Regions from separate parts of the Gossypium hirsutum genome. Here region 1 is linked to region 2. Evidence: chromatin contacts called from public Hi-C data. All regions are on one chromosome and are shown on one strand. Each heading gives the region's core, a stretch centred on a gene start, on an enhancer-like site or on the middle of the called end of the contact. The rest is flanking DNA. Distances are from core to core; before and after follow the strand shown.

Region 1 (3,080 bases), core at 245-2,744, 180 kb before region 2:
TTAAATTCAAGATTGTTGAAGGAGCAAGTAATCACCAGACTTTTTAGTAACAAAAAAACAGAGGTGATCATGGAGATTCCTTTGGCGAGACACCCACAAGAGGAAAAAAGGGTCTGGAGTGGCGAACTTACGAGGGGATATATAGTAAGGAGCAGCTACAGAAACTTATTGACGAAAAATACAAACCCAGGAATGGCTAATAATGACAACACATGTAGAGAATTTTACAACCACCTTTGGCATACAAATCTCCCAAACAAAATTAGAATTATAAACTGGCGAATATGCAACAACTATATCCCTACATTTGGAAATTTATACAACAGAAAAATTAGTAACTCAACGATGTGCCCAAGATGCAAGGAGGGTCTAGAGATTTTGGAGCATGCAATTAGGGACTATTCTGTAATACAAGAGGTATGGTCAGAACTCAACTTCGAGATACAGGAAATAACATTAAATGATACTCTACAGGAATGGATAAGGGAACATCTTACGAGAAGTAGCGACCAACAGAAACAACAATTGTTTGCCACCATTTGGGCGATATGGATGGGACGAAATAGAGTATTGCATGAAAAAAATACAACAATTAGCCATAGAAACTGTATGTTTTATAGGGAAATATTTAGAAGAATGGTTAGTTGTAAAAAATAACTTACCAGGGAGGGTCAATAACAATGAACGTTGGACACCACCGGACCAAAGTATAACCAAAATAAACTTCGATGAGGCCTACAACAAACAAAGGAAGCAATTAGGGACAGGAATAATCTTTAGGAATTCAAAAGAAGAAAACTTGGGTGCTAAAATGTTAGTTAATGAGGGAGTTCTTACACCGTTTGCGGTGGAGGCAATAGCCTGTCTACTAGCAGTTCAGGCGGGGTTAGAAATGGGACTCCGACGGGTTATCATTGAAGGAGAGTAAAGGCATTAAAAGAGGATCGGTCAGTTTTATGTTCGTACATTCAGGATATTCAAATATTAAGCACAGGTTTTGAGGAATGTCGCTTTCAAAAAATATCTAGATCTAGTAACGGAGTTGCTCATGAACTTGCAAAAGGAGCAGTTGAGTGTCTTAGGAGTACTGACCTGGGATATTGGCTACCGAGAAAGGCCATGTTAGCACTGGAGGAAGACATAAGGAGTTTAACAACGTTGGAAAGAGACGAGAGGCTAAACAGAAATGGGGAGGAAACAGTAAATATTTTGATGATAAAGGAGAAACAATAGGAGTAATGAGGGGAACAGGGCATATGAAAAGACAATTGAGGTGGAAAAGAGTTTCTGGAGATGGTGCAGGTAATCAATGAGAAAGCCTCGCAAATGATAAGAGACTTTCAAATTTTTGAAAGTGGTGGAAGCTGGTTTTGATACCAATGCTGGGCATTGGGGTTTTTTCAGAATGAGGCCCGATGGACTTAGGTCTTTTAGGTTTTTTTGGGCTTGATTTAGGCTTTTGCTTTATTTAGGATTTGTGAGCCCAAATGTGGGTTTTGTTTTTCTTCGGTTTTTGTAATTAACATCGGGCTAGGGTCCATTTTTTTATAACTATGTCCTAGATTTTATTTCAAAAGAAAAATAATTGAGGAAAATATCTTTCTAAAATATTTAATTTTAAAAATATATATAAAAAAATTTCGTTATTAAAATTTTAGTGGTTTGACTCCTTGATACTAAAACTCTTTTGAAAAGTAAAGGTAAATAAAATAGAGTAAACTATATATATGATCATCAAATTTTTAATTTTTTTCATTTTAGGCTCTCAAATAAAAAAATTTGCAATTTAGATACTCATATTGTATAATTCAATTATTTTAGTCACTCCTTTTAAAATGACAAACAAAAATCTAACATGAATTTTTCTTGTAAATAATAACATTATTTTGTAAATTCCACCAATATTTTAGCTTTCGTATCAACTTAACGACGTAGTTTTGATATCTTTGTTTTAGTACCTAAACTAACGATCTCGATTTGTTTTCATTTTCTCTATTACTTGGTAAAAAAAGCTCTTCAATTCAAATTAAATCAAATTTTCAATGCTAAAAATACTTTTTAATTTTAAGATATTTATATGAATTATAAAGATAGAGTTATTGTTCTCAAAGTATTTAAGTAGGATGCATTTTATATATTAATATTTTTTATCATATTAAAATAATTAAATAAAAAATTTAAATGAGTTGAAATTTAATAAATATTAAATTACACTTTATACTTAACTTCAATTACATTTTCATTCTCACTTGGACTCTCTATTCACATATTGTTTCTTGTAATACAAATATATTTACAGTATAAAATGTTAAAAAAATTAATTTTAAAATTTTAAAAATGGAATTAATAAATATGGATATCACGTGCAACACGTTATGCTGAAAATTAGAGTATATAAATTTTATAATAAACAAAACATAATATATTAATTATATTTTAATATAAAAATTTAAAATAATTATTGATTAATTGAATTTTAATAAAACTTACTCACAATTAACTAAAAATTAAGAAAAACTTTAAAAAACTTCAAACCCTAAAATTATCATCAAATCAAACATTTTACTTATTAATCATAATTATTGAATTAATTAAAAAATTGAAGCAATTAGAGCATTCAGCGCTAAGTAATTAAAGTAGGCATTTGTGTGCTAAGTAAGTGTTTAATTTAGCCTTAATCAATTGGACAATAACATCTGACAGCCTAGCTGTCTCTTCTATCTTTGGGCCTCCTTTATTCAAATTATTTATTTATAAACATACAACTGGTTGAAATAGTGATACAATAAAGAAGGAACATGGAGGTTGTTTTGGATGTCGATTTATTCAATCAAGGCGAAGAGTTAGAGGTTATGGAGAATGACGGTGATAAGGACTTGAAGAGAAATATGGCGAGTGAGCTCGCAAGTGACCTCTCAACTTGTTGATAGCTAACTTACTGTTCATACATCTTCTTGACTTACCATATGTCTTAACACAGATGGAGGTATAATAGAACTATAACAATGGAAGTGTCATGGGGCTAGAACTTTAGTCTCGCAATTCATGTAGCCTTAGGCAATTTCTTTTATTCAAAAACG
Region 2 (3,278 bases), core at 99-2,598:
CAATGACAGTATCATAATCCAATTGGAAAGGGGCAGTGAAGTTAAAATTAAAGTTGGGGGTTATATTACAAATATTTTAATCATATATTAATTTCTCCATGTAATGACAGTGCCGTATATCTAATTTACGAGGCAAACAAGAGTGGGATCCCAAGATACTGGATTTAACTTCATTTTCCAGTGCTTTTCCCCCTACAATCTCTTAATCTTCTTACAAGATTCACCATGTTGTTCCCAATTCTCGATTATCATAAAATTAAAATGCTTGTTATCTTTATTCTAACGGATTATATAGTTAAGTATAGATGCAAAATGTCTAATATTTGAAAGACATACTAAATAATTAGAAAGAGAAAAAGCGTCCATTCATCCTTCATAAACCCATGCCCATGCCCTTGAAAAGACAAAATAGAATCAGATTACAGTGATAATGTGGACATACTTGGGGTACGTAATGACATGATTTAAGGGTCACGAGCCCTTATCGGTTACTACAATACCAATTTTTCTTCTTGCATCCTTACTCATTTGTCATCAAAGTACAATAACAAGAACAATATCAATGAATTTGTTGATTCAAGAAATTGGGACCACCTCCTTATAATTTAATCTTCCCAATATTTTTCTTGAGGATAACTTCTTCTAGGACTGAAATGATGCCTATTTTTCAATGGACATTTTAATATATAAATGCTTGAATTGTTTGACCCTTATGCTTAAGAAAACACTGCCACCGACTTCATAATCTTTATTAAAATAAAATTTAAGTTTAGCATATTAGCTATGGATAACTAATATACAAGCAAGAAAGCAGGGGTTTTTAACCCTCCTAACTTGTGGTTGTTTTAATTGTAAATTAGATGAAGATGTTTCTTCATCCTCATTTAATATTAGTAAATAGGTTTCAACAGCAAGATTCCTATCTATGAATACCTGATTTATGAGCGTAGAAGAAAAGGTGTTTCCTTTCCCCCTTCTTTTTATAAAATATATTTGATCTCTCAGGAACTGAACAAACTTGAAAGCCCATCTATGACCATGGATTGCATTGGATTCTAGCTACTCCAACTCTATCACCATTTCTCTACTAATTGTAACATATCATGATTTTGCTTGGGGGTGTTACTGAGACCAGTAAAGCAGAATATAACAAAGATATCTCCATGTCTTCATTTGATGAATCTACGACATTATCAACCAAAGTCGTTGATAGAAATGGGACCACTCTTGGTTGAAAAAAGATTTTATGATCAAAACAGGGAGAGGCATCTGGTCCACAGACCATCATCATCACGTGTCTAAGACCACCCTATTCATGCATCAAACGACTGCCACTTCTTTCATTCAGTGACTCCTATTCCTATGTAGTCCTTTTTAACACTCTTTGCTCCTCACTCTTCTCTTTGCTCTCTGCTTTGTTTGAGTAATGTTCTCTCCAACTTACCTACTTTCTTCGAGTTCCCTCTACGTTCTTCTGGTTTTATTATCATGTTTCTATGGAGGGTTTTCATCTGCCCCCACTAAGATTGGAAAAGGGTACCGTTTGATCTCAGCTGAAGAGACCCCTGATGGTGGCTTTCTGGGTCACCTTCAGGTCAAGCAAAAGAACAACATATATGGTCCTGATATTCCTCTCTTGCAACTCTATGTCAAGTAAGTTACCAGTCTAGTTTTACTCTTAATCTTTGCCTCTTTTGCATTTACATTCCTCTTAATAAAAAATTTCTTCCTTTTTTTTCCCTTCTTCTAAAGGCATGAGACGGAAGATCGTTTGAGGGTACACATAACAGATGCTGAGAAGCAGAGATGGGAAGTTCCGTACAATCTTTTACCAAGGGAACAACCACCCGCATTGAAGCAAACGATTGGGAGATCAAGAAAGAACCCTTTAACAGTGTCGGAGCTTGCAGGGTCTGAGCTCATATTCAGCTTCATAGCCGACCCTTTTAGCTTTGCGGTGAAAAGGAAATCAAATGGGCAGACCCTTTTCAATTCCAGCTCTGGAGGGTCGGACTCATTCGGAGAAATGGTGTTTAAGGATCAGTACTTGGAGATATCCACACAGTTGCCTAAAGATGCTTCACTGTATGGACTTGGAGAGAACACTCAACCGCATGGCATCAAGCTGTATCCCAATGACCCTTACACATTGTACACAACCGATGTGTCAGCTATTAACCTCAACACTGATTTGTACGGATCCCACCCTGTTTACATGGACTTGAGGAATGTGGGTGGTCAGCCATTTGCACATGCTGTTCTCTTGTTGAACAGCAATGGCATGGATGTGTTTTACAGAGGGAATTCATTGACGTATAAGATAATAGGTGGTGTTTTTGACTTTTACTTCTTTTCCGGGCCCACTCCCCTTGGCTTTGTTGATCAGTACACCTCTTTTATCGGCAGGCCCGCTCCCATGCCTTACTGGTCTCTAGGTATGCTTTCGTTTTCTCACTTGCATTGCATTACGTTTAACGTTTTCATATTTTGTTCAAGTATTTGTTTATGTTCTTCACTGTGGATATTATGTTGGGTTTAACACAAAAAGGTCTCAAGCTAAATCTAATGGCATTGACTCAAAAACAATCTTTTATGATATGACCAATATTTCCTTTTTTATATGGGAAAGGTTAGATTTTGATGATAAATGTAGCATTAAATAAATCCATAATTTTGAATCATAATACGGCAATATGTGGGTGTAAGACAACACGACAGATTTTAAACGTAATGAGGAGGGACGATTAAGAGATGTAGGGAAACTTGGGCCACTTGATTCATCTGTTGGCTAATGTAGATTAATCAGGTTGGGCGAAGGTAGAAAATATTGTTAAAGGTTTTGAAATTAAATTGTAATTTTTAATAATTTATATTTTTATAAATTTTAAAAGATTAAATTAAATTTTTATTATTTTTAGAGAGTAAAAATATAATATTATTTTTATTATTTTAAAATTTTTAAAATACCTAGCTACCCCTGCTTGGGCGTGGCAATGCATTAAGATGAATGATATTTTGTTCCCATTTTAATATGGTTAGGTGGATTGGTCCCATATCTAATTTTACTTTATTGTCTTTGTTTAAAGTCCCCATCAATATGTGTCTTGGTCTAATAATTCTCCAGAACCAACTTTCTAGATCTAAGAGATCTTTTTTCTTTAATCAATGATGATATGACTTTAGGCATTTTAGGTCTTTTAACTGTTAGATAAATAATTTAGTAAAAGCCCCCATGAGGCACTGTGTTTTTTTATCATATTTTACCAGTTTTCTCCTCT

The links. A called contact is a pair of places that touch in the nucleus more often than the background predicts.
Region 1: a Hi-C map of leaf shows a contact between it and region 2, with 1.7 times the contacts expected there. The contact joins the promoter of LOC107946432 here to the promoter of LOC107946426 in region 2. A contact is called at or near these places in 2 of 34 Hi-C or Micro-C datasets (both in leaf).

What each region holds. Positions count from the first base shown.
Region 1 is chrD12:51,289,097-51,292,176 of Gossypium_hirsutum_v2.1, reverse strand. LOC107946432 reads right to left here and starts at 1,494. Exons shown (of 2, transcript XR_001696934.2): 1 at 1,093-1,494; 2 at 1-735.
Region 2 is chrD12:51,113,276-51,116,553 of Gossypium_hirsutum_v2.1, reverse strand. It overlaps LOC107946426 (alpha-xylosidase 1), which reads left to right and starts at 1,348. Exons shown (of 3, transcript XM_016880747.2): 1 at 1,348-1,653; 2 at 1,753-2,435. The coding sequence starts at 1,427.